Regions from separate parts of the Mus musculus genome. Here all the other regions are linked to region 3. The links are chromatin contacts, called in public ChIA-PET and HiChIP or PLAC-seq maps. All regions are on one chromosome and are shown on one strand. The core of a region is the stretch at or near the end of the contact, and the rest is flanking DNA. Distances in the headings are between cores, read along the strand shown.

The links. ChIA-PET counts read pairs in DNA pulled down with a chosen protein or histone mark. HiChIP or PLAC-seq counts read pairs in DNA pulled down with a chosen protein or histone mark.
Region 1: an H3K4me3 HiChIP or PLAC-seq map of bone marrow-derived macrophages shows a contact between it and region 3, with 5 times the contacts expected there. The contact joins the enhancer-like site here to the promoter of Wdr78 in region 3. A contact is called at or near these places in 1 of 39 promoter capture datasets (pre-B cells), 1 of 484 Hi-C or Micro-C datasets (LSK cells), 2 of 115 datasets of contacts at active chromatin or transcription factors (both in bone marrow-derived macrophages) and 1 of 9 other capture datasets (adipose tissue).
Region 2: an H3K4me3 HiChIP or PLAC-seq map of forebrain shows a contact between it and region 3, with 4 times the contacts expected there. The contact joins the promoter of Sgip1 here to the promoter of Wdr78 in region 3. A contact is called at or near these places in 2 of 39 promoter capture datasets (cranial neural crest and maxillary cranial neural crest), 1 of 484 Hi-C or Micro-C datasets (nephron progenitors), 3 of 115 datasets of contacts at active chromatin or transcription factors (astrocytes, embryonic hindbrain and forebrain) and 1 of 9 other capture datasets (adipose tissue).
Region 4: an RNA polymerase II ChIA-PET map of memory CD8 T cells shows a contact between it and region 3, with 77 read pairs. The contact joins the enhancer-like site here to the promoter of Wdr78 in region 3. A contact is called at or near these places in 2 of 39 promoter capture datasets (neutrophils and pre-B cells), 3 of 115 datasets of contacts at active chromatin or transcription factors (bone marrow-derived dendritic cells, bone marrow-derived macrophages and memory CD8 T cells) and 1 of 9 other capture datasets (liver).

Annotation. Positions count from the first base shown.
Region 1 is chr4:102,642,698-102,648,528 of GRCm38.p6, forward strand. No RefSeq gene overlaps it. Among named protein-coding and RNA genes, the nearest start is that of Gm52667, 76 kb to the left of the region's middle. Within about 2 kb of position 4,579, at least 34 of the 459 cell types and tissues checked have an H3K27ac peak or open chromatin away from gene starts, as enhancers often do. A contact at or near this core is called in bone marrow-derived macrophages and pre-B cells, where this site is marked.
Region 2 is chr4:102,758,750-102,764,554 of GRCm38.p6, forward strand. Sgip1 (SH3-domain GRB2-like (endophilin) interacting protein 1) reads left to right here and starts at 1,386. Exons shown (of 26, transcript NM_001285852.1): 1 at 1,386-1,816. The coding sequence starts at 1,807.
Region 3 is chr4:103,110,656-103,116,687 of GRCm38.p6, forward strand. It overlaps Wdr78 (WD repeat domain 78), which reads right to left and starts at 3,644. Exons shown (of 17, transcript NM_146254.4): 1 at 3,455-3,644. The coding sequence starts at 3,501. It also overlaps a transcript of Mier1 not described here.
Region 4 is chr4:102,627,632-102,633,295 of GRCm38.p6, forward strand. No RefSeq gene overlaps it. Among named protein-coding and RNA genes, the nearest start is that of Gm52667, 61 kb to the left of the region's middle. Within about 2 kb of position 2,135, at least 23 of the 459 cell types and tissues checked have an H3K27ac peak or open chromatin away from gene starts, as enhancers often do. A contact at or near this core is called in memory CD8 T cells, where this site is marked.

The DNA.
Region 1 (5,831 bases), core at 3,329-5,828, 470 kb before region 3:
TTTATATAGATGTACTGCGCTCACTTAAGGACAAACTGAACACACACTCCACCCACCTTCAGAACAGATGTGAGGAGAGGAGAAGAGCAAAAGAAGGGAGGATTTTCCTTGCTTGTTGTTTGAGTTTTAATTCATATTTGTGTGTGTGTGTGTGTGTGTGTGTGTGTGTGTGTGTGTGTTGGGATTATGTATCTGTGTTGTGAATTCAGCTGCCAATAGAGGCCAAATTGGAGCCCCTGGAGACAGCGTTAGAGATGGTTGAGATCTGCCCGACATGAGTACTGGAAACCTAACTTGGTTCCTCTGGAAGAGCAGCACATGCTCTTAACCACTGAAGTATCTCTTCAGCTCCAGGATTATTGTTTTAATATGTGTGGATGTGTGTGTATATCTACCACATGCATATAGATACAGGGGCTGGAACAGGATGTCAGATACCCTGAAGCTGGTTGTGAGCCTCCTGACAGGGTGCTGAGAACTGAAATTGTACCCTGGAAAAGCAGCAAGCTAGTGCCCTTAACTGCTCAGCTACCTCTCTAACCCACTGGGAGATAATTTACAACACAAACTAGCTAAATAAGAGCTGCCCTAAACACAACAGAATTTTTTTTTTAATTAAAAAAAAAATTCAGAGTTCAGAGTTGGAGAGAGAGAGCTCAGATGATAAAGGCAGCTAAAACCGGGATGGCCTGAGTTCAATCCCTCAGACTACGTAGTGGGAGAAGAGAACCAACACACACAAAATATCCTCTGAATTTCACATGCCATAGTGTGCTAACACACACACATACACACACACACACACACACACACACACACATACACACACATGCGCGCAAAAACGCTCATGCACAAACACATATGAATATACACTAACACACATATGCACAAACACACGCATATGCACACATGAACACACACACACACACACACACACACAACTAGATAAAGATAAAATAGTTCAGTTTCCTCACACCTTTCAGCAATGTTCACATCCTAAAGCTCAAACTACGAAGTCTTATTCCTTTTTCATCATTTGTCAGAGATAATCCAGGGGCTCCTTAAACTCAATCTAGTCAGTCCTCAGATCAAGCCAACTGACTTAGAATTATTTTGCTTTGAAATGCTCAGCAGGCTGCCAACAAGATTCCCATTGCAAACTAGAATTTGGAAGCCACTGCAAAGCCCTTCCAGCTATGGGGTCATTTGCACTCTGCATAGAAAGAGAATCGGTTATTTCAGCTTCTCACATGTTTGTAGTCATTTGGTTTCTACTGCTTGTTCAAGACCAGTGAGATTTAGTGTTCTGCATAGAACCTGGACCAAGAGATTAGATGGCTCACAATAGAAAGCCCCCTGATGTTTCCTACTATAAACCCCTACTCTTCTCTCTTCCTGACTCCCCTCTCTCCACAAGCACACAGCAGTAAAATGCATCTATTTTTAAAGTTCCCTTCTTACGTACTCAAAGCTTTAGAAACACTACCTTGCTTGAACGTGCTGCTGTTCAAGTCAATGTTCCTGACTGATAGGCGAGGAGCAGGAGGGGTCTGTGGTGGAGTGCGTCAATGGGAGGAAGGAAGATGGGCAAGGAAAATAAAGACAAGACATGGAGACTCCACAGGGTGTGGTACCAGGAGACTCAGACGCAAAAGTTAGCTTTTGTCCCTAGCTCTGTCTCTAATAAGTGTGTGACCTGAGATAAGTCTCACGTCTCTAGACCAGAAGAGACCCATCTAGAGCCAGGCAGATCTTCCCATACACTAGGGTACCACAGATGGAAGGCGTGTGAGCTACAAATCCTGGGTCCCTTGGTACTTGAACTGTGATATTGCCCAGGTGGACCCTCCTCACAAACTTCTTGGAGAGATACCGGGCAGTGGAGGAGCTCAGAGACACCCTTGAAATCCTGTTTTAGGGCACATTACTCACAGTTCTCCAGGGCAAGGCTCTGAGTGCAGACAAGGCTGAAGAATGCCTAACTGAGCAGCCTAGATAGATCAATGGGACCAGTGTGACCAGCTCAGCCTAGGGCACAGCCAGCTGGGGATGAGAAAGTGAAGAAATGTGATGGGGGCCAGAGATCTAAACGTCCATTTAGTGGGCAACAGGCTAGCTGCTGGGCAACTGCAACTGGATAACTGAAATATAGAGCTTTCTATCGTGAGCCATCTAATCTCTTGGTCCAGGTTCTCTGCAGAACACTAAATCTCTATGGTCTTGAATGAGTTATAGAAACTAAATGACTACAAACATTAAGAGTCTGATATGGAGTGAGATATGGAGATAGAATATACAGAGCAGAAGAACCCCATTCCATTAAGACACCATGTGCAGAAGCTTGCATATGAAAACTGTTTTCATCATAATAAAATTGAACCCAGAGAGCTGGAGAGATGGCTGAGTGGTGAAGAGAACTTGCTGCTCTGCTAGAGAAAACCAGTTCAGTTGCCAGTATACATTCTCTGGCACCTCACAACCACCGGGAACTCCAAGTCGAGAGGATCAAACCCCTTCTGGACACCCCTCACCCTGCAACACATACATACACCACCATACCATACACACTCACCACCACCCCCCCAACACACACACCTTTAATAAAAACTAGGAAATAAACATTTTGGGGGGCAGCCTCAGCAAAGGTTCTGCAGCTTTAGATTCTGCAATTCTCCCAACTTGTTTTATACAATGACTTAGTTTTTAAATTATGTGCTTCTACACATGAAGGTCCTGCTGATCAGTTCCTCTAAGGATTTGGAGGGATCATCCAAAAAAGTCTTGGCTGATTTCGTAGGTAGACACATAAAGCATTATATTTGGTCATAAAGACATCAGTACCTGACACTTCACATTCTCATTTGCATTTGGAAGTGATTGTAGCTGGAACTTTGATATCAATGTGCCATTTACAATACTCTCAAATATGTTGCGCTTTTCTTTCCCCTATAAGTACATAAAGGATAATGAATTGTTTTACTGAGTTTTATCTAATACTCTGCAACTTTCTTCCTGACCTTCATTTTCTATGGATACAAGATGAGACTAGATGGTTGAGTACAGTGTCCTAGGAAAGTGGATCCCTCTCCCTCTCCCTCTCCCTCTCCCTCCCCCCCTCCCCCCCTCTCCTTCTCCCTCCCCCTCTCCCTCTCCCTCTCGCTCCCCCTCCCCCTCCCCCTCCCCCTCTCCCTCCCCCTCCCCCTCCCCCTCTCCCTCTCCCTCCCCCTCCCCCTCTCCCTCTTCTCCTTCCTCTTCCCCTCCCCTCCCCTTCCCTTTTCTCCCTCTTTCTGAGTATTTGATGGTATATACAGACACTTTCCATGCTACCTCAAAGGAACTGTTTACTAGCTTGCATTGGGAGGAGACCAGGGATGCTGACTATCTGCTCACACTGCACAGGAAACCTTCTCACAGAGAGCATCATTTGTCCCCCAAAGGCAGTGGCCAAATCCTTGTTTTAAGTCTCCTGTCAGTCTAGTGCTCTTCTGCATTGTGAGTCTTCTTGAAGCTTCAAGGAGGAGACACTGTCAGTTATGGAGGTCTCCAGGAGTGGATAGTTCTCACGGTAGCAAGTAAAACACAGGAAGGATTCTCTATGGCTGCTCAAAGTCACATTTCAGTCAGAAGCTTCTCACACATCAGTGGGTGCTTTGATGACACCTTGATATCCCTGTGACCATCTCCTCCTCCTCCTCTATTGCCACGTTAAGTTCTGTATTCTACAGTGGGGCTGGTGGCACATGCCTGCTGTCTCAGCACCGGCTACATAGCCAGTGCTATATAGCAAGACTCTGTCTTAAAAGAAAAAGAAGCCATATTCAACAATCCCTGCTTCTGACTCAGGATCTTGTGACTTGTGGCCAGCCTGGCTAATATGGGTCTTTCCTGCAGTAACTAAACATCCTATCAACCGAGTTTTTTCTTCCTGCCCAAAAATTTCCTTAAAAGTCAAATAATCTTTCCTTTTGGCATTAATGCCTCATCTCTAATATTGAATAATCCTTTTCTATCCTCTCTGATATACCTGGGTCTGTTGGCTCACTTATCTATCTTATCTATCTATCTATCTATCTATCTATCTATCTATCATCTATCTATTTACTTGCTTACTTACTTACTTACTTATTTAAACTTCATAATGATCAGAGCAGTTGGAGATTAAGCCATCCAGACAGTAATACTCCTTTCTCATTATGACTGCTACCCCCTCCTCCAGTCAATTTTTAGAACAGATTCACTTCTGTTGCCTTATCTCATCAGCAGGTTCAATAGAGTGTTAGATAATTTTATTTTTCCTGGGACTTAACTGAGGATGGTAAATTCACTACTAGTGATACTTGGATAGGAGAAAGATCAATATTGCCAGTGTTTGCTGGGTTAAATTTAAGGGAGCTATTCTATCACGTGGGTGTAAGTGTGTTTCAGGGTAAAAGAGCAATAGCAACCAGACACCTTCTGGAATTCTTTCCAACTCTAAAAGGCAGGGGAAAAAAAAACACTGAAAAACATTTTGGTGTCACTGAGAGTGTGTCATTTCTATTGAAATGAGGAAGTTCGTTTTTACAGTTCAAGTCAGGAAATAGTTTACATCCTCTTAGTGTTTAGAGTCACTGCAAGATTATGGTCATTGATGTGATCTCTGATAGCACTTTAGTGTTAGCAAAACCAAGTCATTAGTTTATTTATGAAGTATATATTAAGTTTGAATGATGTTCTTAATACAAAATCATTATTTCTGCTTTGAAGTCCAGCAACACAGGCATTATATGATAATATGAACATGTCACGGCAACCTAGTGATTTTATCCAAAGAAAAGAGCAGAGGGTAGAAGGACATAAGAAGACCAATAGCAGAAAAAAAATTCCCAATTTCCAGCTATACTAGTAGAGTCCTGAACGTGTGCTTTTGTGGATAAAAATGCACTTGCTTAAGTCAAATGTGGGACCATAATGGCCCCAGGTTACAGAAGAGTGGTCAAGGGAGCTTCAACCCAGATATCACAAACGTGAGAATGGCAGAAATTGGCTACCTCCCCCTCCTAATCTGGTGCCATAAATCCTACCATCAACCCTAGCAGGAATTTATTACCCTAATAGTTAGGAGGCTGCACTTTTTGTTTGACCTTATGAGGTTTCCCCACAAACACATCCTACATTCCCTGAGTTTGTAGATGAAACATCTTCAACACCCCTGTCTTGGCCAGTGGTACTCAGCCACACAACCCTTGCCCCAGAGACCCTGTCCACCTCCCCAGGGATACAAATTCCCCTCCCCTCAAATGAATGAACCAGTTCTACAAAGCTGCTCTGGTTGTGCTTATTGCCCGTGCATTCATTACCACTCGAGATCCCACCAGCACCCAGATAAGCTTTCCTCCCTCTAGGCCAACTTGGTGCATGCACAACAGGCCTGGGTACCCAGAGGGAGGAGGAGTCATGGGGCAGCAATCAAACACTTATTATATATTGCTTTCATAAACTGTAGCATTGGTATTATTAGGAAAATGTTCAACATTTAATCCTGGAGGGAAGAGGATTTCATAGGGTCCTACTTCTTGGGGAACCTTTGGCAGTTAATGGCTCCAGGAGGACGGGTGTCATTTTGTATCAGTGGTACATCCAATGAAAAGTGGCCCACGTATCTATAAATAGCCTTCCCCCCTTGTGCTTACACAAGTGACTCTAATGAAACCAGTGGGACGTGCGTGTGCATAAGCACACATACATACACCCACACACACACACACACACAAGTGAAAACTGGGAGAAGACATTTTGGAGGGAAGGGGCCTTCAGAAAGTCAGAAGGAGATAGAAGAGATGGGGTAGGGA
Region 2 (5,805 bases), core at 136-2,635, 350 kb before region 3:
CAATATCTCGTATTCCCTCTGGAGGAAAGAATCAGACTATGTCGAGATCTGGGTAATACTAAGTGAGGGTGTTATAAATGATCAGCCCTATTGTTAGTTTCTGACCTGATCTTCAATAAAGAGATTTTCATAGCCCCGGCTTTGCTATTCTTCCTTAGTTTAAAGACCTTTCTCTAGCCTTTTCATCATCTGCTCCCTACAGTGATAGGCCTTCCTTACTCGATTCAATTTATTTCTTTTTGCTTTGTTTTAGCCTGGTTAAACCCAGGATCACAGGACACCAGGCCTGGGAGTCCCTCCCTTTGAAGGACTCCTAGGACTTTTGATAGCACTCAGGTGACAGACCCTCAGCTCCACCAGACCTTGTGCCTGAACCTTTCCCCATTCTAGCAAGTTGCCAAGGCCCAGGCTCCGCCCATTCCTCCAGCGCAACCTGGACCGATTGCCTTCCTCTCTGGATTTCCCTTGGGGTGAACGACTGGGCTCCTAGGCGACTGAAGACTGCAGGAGGAGCGTCTTGCAAAACCTGCCATGTAGCAGCGGCTTCAGTTGGCAGCTGTAGCCGAGGCTGCAAGCGAGGCTCCCCACCTGGGGCAGGCGTCTGCCCAGCTCGGCTGGAGGACGCGGTGACGGAGGGCCCCCGCAGCCCCGGGGTCGCGGCTGCGGAGCGGAGTGCGTGGGAGGAGGCGACTCGCGCACGCCTGAGGCGGCCAACGCTTAGACTCTTGCCTTCAATCCCCCTCTCCCGCCTCTCGCCCCAGAAATGAGCTGGAGCATCGCCTGTTTGATTCCAGAGCCCGAATCGGGTGGGTTCTTTTGTTTCTTTGTTTTAATGACAGTTGCCAGCCCTTGGGCATGTCATGCGCAATTAATTTCCTGCTTCCTTTCAAGGCAGCTGGGATGAATTTTTTTTCCTGCATCATCCTTTGGGGGATGGTTGTTTATGATGTGACGTCAGCGAATTGATTTTTCTCTCGTGAATGAGAGGAAGAGACACACAAGGAGAGACAGAGAGACCTAGACAGAGAGACAGGGCGCGGGGGGTGTGGGGGCCAGAGAGACCTAAAGAGAGCGCGAGCCAGCCACAGATGACAGATGTGCACAGAGGCCAAGCGCTGACATTTGAAATTCCTTCAGGTCAAAGTGAGGTTGGAATGGGAGTGTAAACGTGTGTTGCTAAGATCTGGAATTACTAAGAAGTGTTTTCTTAAAAAAATAAGTAAAAGAGAGAAAAACGAAAAAAAAAAAAAAATCCCTGGGATCAGCCTCCTGGGCTTCTTTCTTGCTGGCATCCCCTGTCAGGGTGGCAGTTCAGATCATCGGGCGCCCCAGAGCCGCAATAGGCTTGCAAGGACCACGAGGAGGGGCGGGGGAAGTGCGTCACCAGGTGGGGAAGGGGCTGTGTGTTTGGAGAGGAGCGGGAGGCAGTGGGGGTAGCGAGCAATGGGGACGGGAAATGGGTTCCGTGCGCTCTCCGGGGGTATTGTGTCAGGAGATGCAGGCTGGCTACCATGTGACGCGGTCCAGAGCTGAAGGGATTGGCCGAGGCAGCGCAGGCGGTGCAGCTCGCCGGCTTGCTGTTCCTCTCTGCCTTTCTCTCACAGCATCTTCCTGGGAGACTGTAGGTGAAGCAGCACTAGCTGCATCCATGGCCGGTCTTTCGGGTTAACACTTGTCTCCTTTGGCTTGGCAGCAAGCAGAGCAGACCTCAGCGGCAGCTTTGTGAGGACTTAGCTGGGACCTGGAAGCGTATCCTCCTGTGTTTTTTCTGACTTCTTGGAAAATAAGGAATGCAATTCTGCCACCATGATGGAAGGTAGGATTCCCTCTGCTGTGGTTGGCTGGCTCCAGGCAAGATTTGGGTAGACCAGTATGGAAGAATGCATGCAGCCCGTGGTGTCTGTGTCTAGAACCTGGCTGCCAGGATTTTTGCAAGCAGATACTGCAGCTTGCTTGCAACCGGGCCCAGGCTTAGACTAATGGAATCAAACCACAGGGTTTCTGTCTAGCTCAGAATCTCCACAGCTCCCAGCCTCTTTGAAAAGAGAAAAGCCTAAGTGTTTGCAGAGAGCTGAGGCAGCCAAGAATAAGGTCTCAGAACAAACAAGTTGGGGAAGAAGATAAGGGGTTTCTGTGGAAGGTTAAGCACGCTGGTTAAATCTTTGCAATGGAAAGTATTTTCCGAAATTGATATTAGACAGAAGAGGTCATCGAGAGAGTTATCTATGCTGGCATTTTCAGTGAACTGCTTACATATCTTATAAGATATTCTGATCTTTGAGGTTTGCATTATAGTATTGGAGTGAGGGGTGCAACAAATTTGGTTCATAAACTGGAGTTTTATGAGGGCTGTCATTGCAGCAGAATGAACGATCTAAGAAAAAGACCTGGGCCTCTTTGCTCCTTCATCAGGTTCAGACCAGTTCGTAGAGGAAATGGCTCTTAGTTTAGCATCAAGTGATTAGTTGCTGATTATCTTACTGCATTTAATACTAAGTGTAGGGAGGACCTTCCCCTGGGAGATGCTATTTAAACTACATTTTATTCTACCAGCTTGCCCTTTCCAGTCTAAGATAGTGACAGCCAACATCACCTCAGAAAAAGCAACAAATTGGTCAGAGAAGAAGCAGACAGCTCTATGTTGCCTTTGATTATCTGTTTTCACATTGCAGGATGGGGTAAAACTCCTGGCCTTTCCTAAGATGACAGGCAGAAATTTTGGACCCAGGCTAGATTTTATAATGCAGAACCTAGTGCATAATGGGTCTCAGATCAGCCACAGAAATGTCAGAGGGGCCACCTAAAGCCAAGGTCTGTCCTACCAGTTGCCAATGGTCAATGGACCTTAGCAATTTACCAAACTGGAATAAAAGGGAGATGGTTTCAACAAAACCAGTGAAGCTCCCCTTGTCTCTCCGCCACCCTCCTTTCCCCCTTCCCACCCCCCCCCCCCCGTCATCATGTCAAATGTCATTAGTGTGACTCCAGGGAGAGAAGAATTCTGGGGTAGAAGCTCATAGATTCAGGGAAATAGCCTTAAATGGAGGCAGCGCATCATTCCGTTTAGAGCCTGGTCTTGTGTTCAGAGAGCTAAGTGAGATTGTTAAGATTCTATGGTTAAATCAATTTTAGTTAATTCCAAATGAATGTAATCTTTGACTAGCAAGGCAAGATAAACAGAAAAAGTGTAACTTACATACTTTTTAATTCAAAGCCCACAAGACTTATCCTCATCAGGAAAAAAAAAAAGATAACTTGTCTATAGAAGGGTACTATTTTTATAGCTAAATTTGACAAAGGACGTGTTGAAATGCATCTGCATACATTCTGATTCAGTTCTAATCTTCCATGGGAAATTTGAGGACCGTTTCTTTCACTTCTGGGCTTGAAACTATCCCATGAGTTCTTTGGAGGTTGGTAGCATTTCCTGATGATCACTAGTGGTTCTCCTGGTAATCAGGTCTGTTGTGCCATCCGGAACATCAGCTTGAAGGCCTAAGATAAGCTTATCTGAGCTGCAGAAACTGAAACGGGAACTCTAACAAAGACTGGTGTTGAGATGAAGTAGCACTGTGGTTAGCTTGCCCAATTTATCTAATGGAGGATGTTATCTTCTCACTGGTGGGATCAGAGATGACAGGATGGGTTCTGCGGCCTCTAATGAATCTCCACAGGAGAAATTAGACAGGTGTGCCCCCTGCTTTCGAATTCCACGTGAAACGAATAAACATTTTCTATTTGTAATTCCTATTTAAAAGGTCTCCTATTAATTGTTCAGTGACCTTGGAAAAACAGGTAGGACCCTTAATCAGAAATCTATTTCCCAGTCAGTGGCTTTCCAACTAAATTGCCAGTCTTTTTCACAACGCCTATGTCTATTTCTGATACTGCATCCCAGAATTCCTGCTCTAAATTTGTCTTACTCCGAAGATGTGTTACAGCAGTTATGTCCATTGAACCACCCCCAGAGAATACCAGGGTATTGCACATGCCACAATAACCTTGGAAAGATGAGAACTCACCCAAGGTGCCAGAAATGCTGTCCTAGCAGGTCTCAGGTGAAATGCCATGTGTGTCTTGTGAGATTACACTGCCAAGCATCTGCATAGTCTGTTCTCAGCCAGAGCCTATGTGACACATACACATGGTCACACATGCATGTGCAGTCATGCACATAAACACAGTTCTAGAGAGGCTGTAGTTGATACTAACATGTGCGCGTGCGTGCACACTGCTATATTGCTGCAGTGATTCTGTCTGCTGCTTGGGGAAAGTCTGGCAGGGCAACTTTTCAGCCCCTCCTCTACTTTGTGGGGAACAAGAATAAATACATATTTAGATGAATGCATTATGGTTCAGATTCATATCTCTGTTTGATTGGAACAGGATGTAGGCTTCGTTCATCCAGTCTCTTTTGGAAGGCCTGGTCTTAGATGAGGAGTGGTACCACCTCCCTCTTGCTCTCATACTGAGAGCCAACTTCATAACTGCAGGATCCTTCGACAAATCACTGTGTGGTTCCATTGCTTTATTTCAGTTATCCTCATGAAAGCAGTATCCTTGACTTGTTGCTTCCTGAATTCTTTATATTTTTGACAGTGGTTGGTATTGAGTTGTTTCTTTGCTGAGAAGAACTACATGATGATGTTTGGATGTAGAATGGGAGTGAAGGTGGTAAGCAAAAGGAACTTTTGCTGTGGCTATGTGTGTTGCTGGTGCTGTGTGCATTGCTGGTGCTAAGAAGGGGTCAGTGTGGTTAGGGCAGGGAATCAGGGGCTATTCTTTGATACATTGTTGTTAAAAATCTCAAATGGCATTTCCTAAGATAACTGAAAGTAAGCTCAAGTTTCTTAGAGTCTTTTCACGCGTGGGGCTGGTGGGTGTGTTTCTTATCCCATGCAGAAGTAACTGGTGCTCTGTGGTTTTGAATCTCATCTTTAGGCTCATATGTGCTGTGTTCAGAATGTCAGTGTCCTGGTGTCAACGATTTCATTCTGGATAACAGTTTTGAAACAGGAAAAGAAGCCTTTTTAGAGGATTTCATTGCAACCCAAGATAAATAAATACATTTTATTTATTTACTATTCACAGGAATGTCTGTATAAGTATATTTTAGATATGGTATTTTATAACACTTTTTCCAAATTTAAAAAATTAAACATAATACATTGTGGCAGGAAAAAAAGGTAGAGTGGAATTTTAATTCAAGTCCGTTTAACAAAACTCATAATTTTCAGCCTCTAAGAACTTTGTTCTTTTTTACTTTGTATCAGAGCCGGCATGTTAGGCACACTGAAAAACACGCGTTTCTTTCTCCACTTGTATATTCTATTTCTCTCTACTTGAAACTCCAACTGCTGGCAGGGCCCTGCCTTTTTTTCCCTTATTAGTGTTTTCCTATCCTGCAAATGATTACTTAGATGGTTTTGTCCAATTTGAGATTAACTGAACATCTGTTGCTGCAATAAACCTGCAAACTCTAGAAATGGAATTTTCGATTTGGAAAATTCTTTGATGTGTTTTTTTTTTTTTTAAAAAAAAAAAGAGGGAACAAAGCATTTTGAACAAAAGTGTTCATTTTATAGTTAGCTCTGGAGGCTTTGGAGGTGCTGTAAATGCTTCGGGTTCCCTTCCCACATGGGGAAGAGACTTTAATAAATCTAAGTGTGCATCTGAGATTCTGATATGCGCTCCGTCATTTATGTAATCTCTCTCCATCTTCAGGTGTGAGTTGGGAAGAGACTGTTCGATTCTCATCCAATTTCAGTGGGCAACTTCAAATCTCTGAAGTATATAAATGAGTGT
Region 3 (6,032 bases), core at 2,394-4,893:
TTGGGGTTCTAAGTGGAACAGTGGATAACGCTCAAGAAAAGATGTTCTTGTTGCCCTTCCATCAGAGCAGGCCTCTAAGCAGTCTGTGGGTTAGGACAAAAAACTAACAGCACTCCTCCCATACATACACACACCCCTGCAGTTCTCTCTCTGGGACACAACAGAATAATAAAGCCTACTGAACCTTGAGTCAGAAGGCTAAGTTCATGGCCCTTCCTAGTGGGGGCTCGGCAGGCCTGGCTAGATACCTAGGTATGGCCTGTCTAGCTCTCTGGAAACCTGTGGGAACCAGAACTCTCTCTGCCCTGGGGATCTGAAGGCTACTTTCTTCAGGACTCATGCTATGCTATACTTGGCCACCATCTCTTCTTTCTGAGATTCTGAAGTTGAATACTCTCTCCAACTCTCCTTCAAAGTCCCATCATGTTGTGTCCCTGTAGGATGCTCTATATCTTCTAATGTTCACCTGCTTCAAGGTCCAGTCATGCCCCCTCCCATATTCCCCCAGCCAACTCAATAGTAGTGAGGCTCTCTCTGGTTCAGCTCATTTTGAAGGGTAATCTCATTGTCAAGTCTTTGCCATACACCCACCTCTCTTTAAATTATAACAATAAACAAATGAATACTCAATAAACAACAAGATGAGAATGTGTAAGGAACTGGAATAAAACAACTGGGTAGAGAAAGGGGTAAAGAGAGTTAAAGGTTGTTTTTAGCACAATGGGAGAGTTTGTGAAGCTAATAGGAAGATTGCAATGTGGAAAAAACAAGAAAGCAAAAACTTGGTAAATTCCTCAAGAGATATTTTATAAAATTAGAGATAAACTCTAAAAAAAAACAATGAGAGACAATAAGTTAAAGCAATAACTAGGCTTGAAATGTTGTGTTAGTCAGGTAAAGTTATGGTAGCTCACATCTCTAATCTTATCCTATCTTTGGTTAAGGACCATGCATTTATTACAAAGGCCATTTTTTAAATTTCCGAATTTCAGCTCCTGTAAGAGTGCAAGCTAATGTTTTGGGAAAGAAGCCACACCTTACACTGAACATTCTACAAAGGCTGATTAACAGATTAAACCTCAGGGATTATGGAGAGGTTGTAATGTTTCGAGTACAGAGCCTGTTTATAACTTACTTACTTCCTTTCCTTTGGCCCTCAATTGCCTTTTCTTGCCTACCACATCCTTTTGATTACCAGGTGAAATCCTTTGGAATGTACTGGCAGACCACTGGTTTCCATCAACTAAAAGGCCTTAAGACTGTTATCAGAGTACCCAAGGGCTATGACAGAAAGTTCCCCACTCTGCTGAAACCTACCAGCATCCCTGTCCACCAGTGTATGTAAAAAGTGCCTTGACTTACGATTTGTCATTCCTATCAAGTCTCATGAGACATTTACCACACTGGAACCTGGTGTTTAGGAAACCTGAATGCCTGTTCCCAGGCCATGGTCACTCACACTAAGCCCCAGAGTAAACCATCTTATCCCCTTTGAAATGAAAATCATGGTAGCTTTTGTGTTTGTTTTGCATTAATAAGTGTTATATCATTTTTGTCTTAATTTGTATAAATTTAATTTAGTTTCACTTTAATATCTCCATAAAGGCAAAACAGAAATTAAGCAAGGAAAAAAACTTAAGTAACAAGCTACAAATGTGTATGTATCTACTTATTTGTTCAGTTTACCAATGTGTACTAAAGATGTTCTCCATTCTAGGTAAGAGTCTACAGCAGTGCACAAAACAAAAGAGGACATAATATGAGCTGGGGGGGGGGGGGGCACACCCACAATCCCAAGAGGTTGGAGGCAGAGGCAGGAAGATCTCTGTGAATTAGAGCCAGCCTGGTTTACAGAGAGTTCCAGAAACCCTGTCTTGAAAAACTAAGGAAAAAAAAAAACCTGGAGAATATAATATACTCATGGGGATAAACTCGAAGCGTAATAGCGTTCCTGGCCTATGTGTGTGTATATGTGCGTGTGTGTGCGTGCTGCGGGATGTTACATCATACTCAAGGGGCATAATCCAAAGCCAGATCCCGTGGGGACTTGGAAGAAAGGGAGCTCAGAGGGAAAGGGAAAAGCTTAAGGAAGTTTTGTGCAGACTACTATGTGGAGGGTGTTGGCAAGCAGACGATTCAGCCAGCTATTCCAATGCAGAAATGACTGTTAGGTCTGGAGAGCACAGCTACTTGACGAAGTGAAGTGGCCCTCAATGCTTGGCAGTAAAGATGCAGGACCCATACCGAGGAAGTGCAAGGGTTGCAGTTTAATGAACTGGGATGGCTGCGGACTGGAAACAAAGGGGCAGTAAATTACAGCGCTGAGGATGAATTTCGAGCACACTGGGTGTAATTGCTTCAGTTTTGTTTTCTTGAGAGAGATCTTGAAGAGATAAGAAAACTTGTGAATCATGCATATACTTAACTTTGAAAGGCACAAGGCAACAACGAAGTGAACCACCTGCCTCCACAACACATATTTAGGAAGGAGACAGATTAGTAAACTATTTTGAAAAAGAAGGCCAGGCCAGGTGGCCCAAGCCTTTATTTAATCCCAGCACTTTCAAACCAGTTCCATATCAGCCAGGGCTACACAGGGCGAAAGACCCTGATCTATAAACACAAACAGACATTGATACATAACAGCAGAAACTAGCCACGAGCCTAGTGAAGATTGAAAAATGTCCTATTAGCTAACTGAAGCATTTCAAAACTCAGTAAAGTAAGTGGTCATTTAGATCAAAGCTGGTGACTGGCTAGTTAACAACTAAAGTGCCAACCGACTGTTGTAAGCTATTGGAAAGCGCTTTTTCGGAGAAGCGATGTAAGGCTGAGCACTTAACTCAAGGGCAAATGCAAGGCTCTCTCCTCAGAACTTTCAGTAAGTTCAAAGGGCGAATTAGCTGAGAGGATGTTGGAAGAAAAGATGTGGCTGCTCTGGGAAGACCGCAAAACCACTGAAATGTTCGAGCATGAAAGGGGGAATATTTTAATGAAAATTCAAACCACTTCCAAGTTCAACGCCACACGAGTCCACATTATCTTTGGGCCTTTCTCCTAGCTTAGCGGCATGAACTAAGCAGTTAAGAGTCTTAAGGTAAGCTGGCAGAAAGAGATGAAAAAAAAAAATCCTCTGCTGGCGTACATATTAAAATTAGCTTTGGTTGCTCAGAGACCAAGGAGCCAGAACACGAGACAGCTTGGAAGTTGAGAGACCTAATGAAAGAATACAAGAAAAAGCGCTTGGAAGAAATAGGCAGGGTGGTCCTCGACAAACTCCGGTCTAGCACGGCAGCGGGAGTTTTTACACAGACCGAATCAAGCCAGAGGATCCGGCGCTGCCTGGGGGGCTCCGCGGGATCGAATGCGTTGGGAACCCCTTTCCAAACCGAAGGGCTGGCTGTCTCTCCGGGATCTAGAGGAACGGGCCACACGGATCTAGTGCGGAACTTACGCGGCGAAGCTGGCCTGCTTGCGGGTGCTCGTCGGAGAGCTATGCATGGTGGTGACTTTTTAGACCAGGGCTCGGCGCCCCCTTCCCCAGCAGGTTCGGCGATGCCCGGACTCCCAACTGCCCGCTCAGCAGCTCAGGAATGTTTGCCGGGCGCCATGGCGACCGCGGAGCCTGGCTCAAGAAGCGGCCGCGCGGTTGGCTGGCCGCTCGAGGTGGAGGAGGAGGGCGGAGGCGGAGGGGAGGGTAGAGGGTTGGTGGAGCTGGAGGAAGCTCGGGCGACGATTCGGAGGAGGCGGGCGGCCCAGGCCCTAGGCCCCTCCCAGGCTGCGAGTCTCCCGGCTGCAGGCGGATGGATGGGGCGTCTCCAGGCGGCGGCGGCAGCAGCGGAGGCGGCGGCAGCAGCGGCGGCTGTAAGTGCAGCCTCCACAGACCATCTTACCCATCCTTCGATCGGGAACCGGGGCCCCAGGGGCGCTCGCAGTCTCCTTTTCCCCACTTCCCCTCCCCCCACGGGAGAGCGCCGCCCGGAAGACTCCTAACTTCCGGGGCGGGGCTGCCCGAGTGTACCGGGAGGGCTGGCGGCTTGGAGGCGCTGCCGTCTGGCGCGCATGCGTAGTTTCCGCCCCGCCCCTCCCCGGTCTTTCGGCCTTCGCGGTGGCGGCGGCGGCGCCCAATCTTCGCCGCTTCCGCGGCGCGCCGGGATTACGCTGCGGAGTGAGTTTGCGGGGCGGGCAGGCCAGCTCCCGCCCTTTTCGGTCGGCCCTCGCTCCGCGGCAGGGGTGTGGCTTCCTGGCCACTCCCCCGTGGCTCCACCTCTGTGCCCCTGATTTCTCTAGCTGTCCAGCCAGTTGAGGTTGGCTCTCTTAGCAGAGCATCCCTTGAGGTGATAGGCGCAACCTGGGTCAACCTGCCGTTGTCGGAGGGAGCTAGAGGGGCGAGAGACTCAGAGACAGCATTGCAGGGAACCAGCCGCTCCCAGTGCCTATCTCCCCCGCGAGTGGCCTTATTCTTTTAGCTTGTAATGTAGATGCTTGCTGGCCTGGTTCCCATCTCTGGTCCTTGCATGTTGTGTGACCTTGGGCAAGTCTCTTCCCCCACTCCCGGGGAGGGCTTCAGTTTTTCTATTAAACCTCAATTTTTGTAATTTTGCAGAAGACCTTAGGCAATTTTAAGACCAGCTAGGTTTCTAAGACCGCTTAACGGAGATGACCCGGAATTGACTAGACTTTTCTCAAATCATGGGTGAAATACAGAAATGTAATTATTGGGTTCTTTGTAATCTTTAGCATTGCTTATAAATTGCAGGACTCAATCTTTGTTTCATTTTGCTGAAATTCCCACGGGGCGGTTGACCTGGTTCTGGGACATCTTTTGAAAATGTGAGACTGAGTGAGCTTGAGGTAACTGTCTCTGTCTCTTTGCTACTGAGGCTTTCTTTCCTTTAATCCAGATGGTGTGGTGGCTCGATTCTCCCAGTGCCTGGCTGAGTTTCGGACGTGGTTAAGAACCAACTGGTTGAGGTTCAATGCAGACAAGACGGATGTGATGCTGGTAGGCAAGGGCACGACTGGAGATGAAGGGAGGGCAAAGGCAAGCTCCCTCATGTAATAAAAACATGATTATTGTCTGTGCTGGTGTTGTAGGCGTGCTAATGGCCAACCCTTCCAAGACTTTGGGTGATATAAAAGTGACATCAGCAACGTTAAGATTTATAACTAGTTTGCAAATATTGATAAGATGATAAAATAAGGCCACTGGATGAAATTATATGAAAAAGATTATGAAAGGAACCCAAACTATCCTTTGAAGGGTCAAATTTCTCTACGTGTTTTAGGATGGCATTAATAAAAGAACAAAGGAAAAGATAATTTCTGTTGGTTGTGGAGCCTCCATATGTAATGTGCTGCTGTGCTTTGCATCCTGTAGTCCTGCCCACTAAAGTCAAGATAAGTTCAGAGGTCATTGAAGAAGAACACCATTCTAGGTACTTTGTCTTCACACATACAGTGTAGGCTGTATTTCCTAAGAAAAGTTTTAGGAAGGAGTTCAGAAAATAGTTTTCAAAGAGGACTCGTGGACTTGAAAATGTTACATGTATTTCTTGATGTACTTTGAGAGCTACTCTTTGAGTTGCATAAACAGATATGCCTAGAAGTCACAGACATATTACTAGTTTTTGAATCAGGTGTTGGTGCTGAATAAAAGGTTGTATATCTTAGGCAAATGTAAGTTGTCAAGGTAGTTTTTGTTGGTTGAAGTACTAATTGAAGTCTAATTGTGATCCTAAGTATATTTGTTAGCAACTAGATATCTCGGGAGAGTGTGTGTGTGTGTATTTGTGAGTGCATGCATGTGTGTGCATCGTGCATGCATACACATACATGCACTGTCATACATATGTCCCTTATAGCTACTGTAAGTTGTTTAATAACTTTTTTATAGTATTGGAGCTTGAACCCAGGGCCTCATATGCTAGGCAAGTATTTTACCACTGAGTTCTACCCCAAGCCCTCATTTTATGTTTGCATTGAGAATTCAGTAATTGCCATGAAAAAAAAATACACTACTGGAGAGAATA
Region 4 (5,664 bases), core at 885-3,384, 480 kb before region 3:
GACCATTTGGTTGTATCTGTGGGAACGTGGGCATTTTACTTAAGAATTTAGCATCTTAGCTTTCCAAAGCTTCAAAAGAGAACTATCGGTCCCACCTTCAGGCATTTCATAGCCACTATAGAAGCACAGACATTTAACCATCTATCAAATAATAGGCTCTATAGTAAGGCACTTCCTCACTATGTAAAGGAAATGTCGGGATACAATCACAGAATATTTAACATTGGAAATATTTTAGAATGAACAGGAAGGAAAAAAGAGAAAGGCCAATTACTTCACCTTTCATAACAGATACTTCACTTGTTTGTGTACTATAGAAACTCTGAGCACCGGGACGTGCCAGGCAGCACGTAGGCTGTGTGGAATCAGGCTTCCAGAGCACTGAGCAGTGTTGTGGAGAACACAAGTTGGCTATGGCCTTTGGCTGCTGTGGGATGGACTTTTACTGAGGAACTAGGAGGGCAGGCTTGGGCTCCAAATTCATTTATCAGTTTTGACAAGTGGGTTGCCTTATGACTCCTTCACAGCCCAAGATGATGTTAAACTAGAGATGCAGAGACAAGCTCAATATTAGACACAAATGACTGCAATGGCCACCTGGGATTCCTGCAAAGGGAAAGAAGAGATTATCCTTCATACTGCGGGGAGGTGGGAGAGGGAGGAGAGGGAGTGGGATGCTAAGGACTGAGAGATTTCTTCAGAGAGAGAAAGAGAGCTAAAAGTGAGCCCTTAGGCCCAGCCACCCCCAGGGTTTTATTTTAAATCTCTCTGGTGTAGGGTTATCTTCTCTGGTATAGGGTTTGGCTGGATCTGATATCCATCAAGCATTTGTTAAAGGGAATGATTGAATCAATTGTCCGAGAATCTAAACTGGCAGAAGTAATGAATGGGGGTGGGGCATTAAGATTCATCAGTTCAACTTGAGACTCAAAATATATGTAAAATAGAGCTCAGTGGGTTCAAAAAGCTTATAGATCCAAGGATCTTAATTTACATAAAATATTCTTTGCAGAATACAGAGTAAGACCTGAGAAGACTGAAGAGACAGTTTCTCGCTTTCCAAAAAGCTGGGCTTCAGAAATGCTAATTTCATACGATTACACTGGGCCAAACCCTAGAGAATAGTTTTCCAAGCATTTAGTCACGAAGAGAGTCATTACTGGGGCTTTTGTCTGATAGGGTCACTAGACTGCCTTGAGCAGAAATCGGTTAAAAATAGTGTATTTAGATTTTGGCCGCACATTCTTCAGCTGTGACTTAAGGAAGTTAGGTGAATGATAAGGCTTCAGAGTCATCGTCAAACTCTTACCTGAATCTATTCACGGTGCATTAGTCAGGCCAGCATCATGGACTCATGGAGCAGAGTGACTCTCTGTCCTGGCCAGTTATTAGAATAATCAAGAGGACTTTAAAACACGCCATATCTGTCCCATCTCAGAGACTTAGATTTTATTTAGTTGGAACACACAAGACCCATTTGAGTACTCAAAAAAACTCCCCAGTGTTCTAATGTACAAAGGTTTAGTACGTTTGTCTTAATGTTCTGTTCTTACCCACAACTAACTTTTAAAATATATTTTTAAAGAAAAGGTTGGAGACTAGGAAGTCTCCTGAGTTATATTTGGAACTGAGCTCAGATGGGAGTAATGGAATTAAGTTTATAATGAGCAAACAGGGATGTTACCAAGTTAATTCAACTGTTGAATGTGCTTGCCCTTCATGCAGAGGACCCAGACTTGATTTCGTACTCACATGCTGGCTCACAACCATCTGTAACTTCAGTTCCAGGGGTGCTGACCCCCCTCTTCTGACTTCGACAGCCACCTGGCATGTGCATGATATACATACCTATGTTCAGGGAAAAAAAAAAACTCATACAAATAAAATAAAATAGATAAATCTTAAATTATCATTTAAAAGAAATGAACAAGTAAGAAACTTCCAAATGTCCAGACAGAAATGAGAGAAATTTTCTGGGGTCTCCTGATAGAGCTAGTGGTGTGCCAGTCGGTGTCTGTGGATGTCTAAGAGCTAAAGCAACCGAACAGTGAGGGTGCTCAGACCCAGTGCTGCCTGCATCAAACCCTCTTCACCATGCTGAAAAAACAGAAATTCAGAGTAGCTTTCCTAGCCTAAGTTGGTGCTGAAGTGGGAAAGGAGAGCTTGAAGCTGTGACCTGACTGACTCCGGTGGCTCAGGCCTTATCTACTGTTGTGGTTATTCGTGTTAACTTTAATTTTACATTGAAAGGGAAAATGAAAGTCACTACAAACATTTTAGAGACAGAATCTGAATTCTGGAGATACTAAGCATCTTGCCCAAACACACATAAATATTACTGTGGTAAAAGCACACCTGAGACATCTGGGGCTTTATCTTGTTTTGGGGACAAGAATTTCACACACACACACACACACACACACACACACACACACAGTGCAGGGTGGCCCTTGAACTCATAACCCTCCTGCAGTCCTGCAGTCCTCTGCCTGGTAAGGTATTAGTTTTTGTTTTGTTTTGTTTTGTTTTGTTTTGTTTTGTTTTGTTTTGTTTTGTTTTGTTTTGTTTTGTTTTGTTTTGTTTTAGAGGGAAAAAAGGAGGCAGAGAAAGAAGGGGATGGGAGGGGAACAAGAGAGGAAGTGGGGAGGGAGGGGAGAGCAGGGGAAGGAAAGGTGGGATGGGGGAAGGAGGAGAGAAGCAAGGAAGGAAGGCAATCCCTGTTTTTCTAGAGAAAAAGGAGCCTGGCCAGGCCCTGGCCAGGTCTGTTCCACAGAAGCCGATTGTGTCTGGAGGGAAACCCCCAAGGAAGCTTCTGGGAAATCCTGAGGAAGAGGTCCACCTTCAGGAGCGACGATGGATTTTTTTTCAGTATTTCTGAGGCTACCTCAGAGGCGTTTGTTAAGTGAAAAGATTAATTCAGGCGGTGACCTCCTCTATCAAGAACAATGTTAAGGGCTAAGAATCTACATTTGTTTTCTGTGACACAGAACAGCGCTGGCTTACAGACACAGAAGCAGGCAGGGAAGGCATTCCACAGCAAAATGCAAACCTTTGCAAGGAGTTCATTTGGAAGGACCCTCTCATGTGTTCTGCCACTGGCTCTTATCTACTTGAACATGAAAAATCTCCTAGTTGGTTTTTAGTTACCACCTTACTTCTATACTCTGTCTTGTCTCTCTGTCTGTCTGTCTGTCCTCTCTCTTTCTCACCCCCCCCCCGTGTGTGTGTGTGTGTGTGTGTGTGTGTGTATGTTTGGATAGGAGGTCCCAATGAGGGCTAGGATGGCCTCAAACCCCTGCCTCTGTCCCCCCCCAGGTGTTGGGGTTACTAGAATGTGCCCCCCCCATGTTAGGGTTACTAAAGTGTGCCCCTCCCCAGTTGGGCTATGCTTTTCATTTACTCTCGAAGCTTTCCCATCCCACCAATCTTTCACCACATGTGATGGAGTTGGCTCTCAATACTGAGCACAGAGATTATGTGAGACAGCACATAGTACCCACTCAATGAGCCACAATTTATTGCGCTATCAGAGAGATACATAAGAGATAAAACAGCTCCATTAGTCCCTTTAGTGTGAACCAGGTGTCTGTAGGAATTAAGAGAAGGTCATAAGGGGTATCTGAAGGGAAGGGGCACCTTTTCTATGGATGATGGTAATTCCGAGCATCCACCCGTCTGGCCCAGTTACAGCTCCAAGCCTTGGTGGCTATGTGTTGCAGTGTTCCCAAAATGGGCAGACTGCTTTCTCTTCCTCTCAAGACCAATCAGCCTGGAGAATGGGAACAAGGGGCACAGTCACTAGAGAGGCATAGCACGCTGAGGGATGGAGCCTGCTCTACATGCACCAGGTATATGATTTCACCAAGGCCTTGTGCCCAGGGACTTTACAAAGGAGGGAACATAAATTCAAAATTGTGAAACAGCTCATGCAGGGGACTCAGTTTACCTACCTGAAGACAACTCACCTCTTGACTGCCTTGGGACATGGGGGAAACTTTAGGAATGTTAGCACAAAGGCATTTAGGAAGGATCCGCTCATCCTCAGACTCCCTATCCACAGCCCTGTGGAGGCCTCCCCTGAATCAAGATAACAGTGCTTCCCTTCCCCACTTGTGGGAGTTTTTGTAAAGGGCAAATTTAGCCTCTGGGCTCTGCACTTTTAATTGTGAGCCAGACTGCAGATTCATAGAACGTTGTGTGTCTGGGTCTCTAGGGACAGCATGTGCAAACAGCAGCTGCTGCTTCTTTCTCCCACACTGCCTTTTGAAAGGGTTGTAACCCCAGTCTGAGGAGCTGAGCACCACACCTTCCCCCGTCTGAGAGGACATCTGCAGTCTTTAAGGCAGGGCCCAGATGCCCACATCTCTACAGGAAAGGGTGATCTCTCCTTGCCAGGCCTGGCATAAAGATACCTGATGCCAGGGAAGGACCTGCCATCAAGTGCCAGTACTGAAAGATGATATTAGCTTTCCTTGCCCCAAATGAGTTCAACAGTTTTCTCTTCCTGGGAAAGAAGCTGTCTGCACCCAAGTCTATTTCTCTTGGTGGAGGGGGAACAAAAAGAGCCTCCGTGAGCCTGCATGCTGTTATGTAGGGAAGGAACCTCGAGAGCACTACCTGTGTATCCTCTAGACTTGAGATAGGACTTCTTATCCAAACTCCTAGCCGAGCTCATGAAAGGCATGTCTGATAGAACTGTCTCGAGCTTCAGATCTTTTGTCACCTGCTCAGAGTGAGGTCTGACATTTACTTTATATCCTTCTGAAAAAGATTTGCCTTCAACTACTGTCATCTCAAGGTCCTCATTGAAGAATTCTCAGGAGAGTATCTATTAAAGGTGTCACAGGAAGGCCTTTGATTACGTTTGACCTTTCTTGATTACAGGTGCCAGTTCCTTATGATTCAACCTAAATACAGCAAGGCAAACACATTTTGAGCTCAGACTAACATCAAAATTGCTTGAAGAACCCTTGGTCAAGTTCCCTTGAAATAGACACTGAGAGGAAGACGTGCCCAAAGGTCTCTCGGCAGGCACTGTCTGGGACAACTATAAGGAAGGAAAGCAACAGGACCGGCAGAGAGAAGTGGCCTATAGGGAGACAGATGCCTCAGTCCACACCCTAGGGAATCTCTGTACGTGGCGTAGCTCTTTAGCTTGTCCTCAATCTCTTTGCTCTTTGTAACTATGCACATACCTGCCTCCAGGAAGTGGTTTATGTATCATCTTGGATAGTCAGTTATCATTGTTAGAGAGAGGGGAATTGTTTTTTTAAATTCTTTATATATGTTATATGTTATATATGTTATATGTTATATATGTTATATGTTTTATGTTATATGACCACAGTTTCCCATACCTCCACTCCTCCCAGTTCCTCTCCCCTAGATCCATTCCTCCTCTGCTTCCCTTCAAAAAAGAAAAGAACAGCAATCCCAGGGGTATCAACCAAACATAGCATAACAAATAAGGCTAGGCACAACCCCTCATATCAAGGCTGGAGGAGATGACCCAGTAGGAGGAAAATGGTCCCAAGTGCAGGCAAAAGCATCAGAGATACCTCCCACTCCCACTGTTAGGAGTCTCACAAGAACACCAAGCTATACAACTGTGCAGAGGACCTAGCGCAGACCCATACAGAGTCTATGATTGTTCCTTCAGTCTCT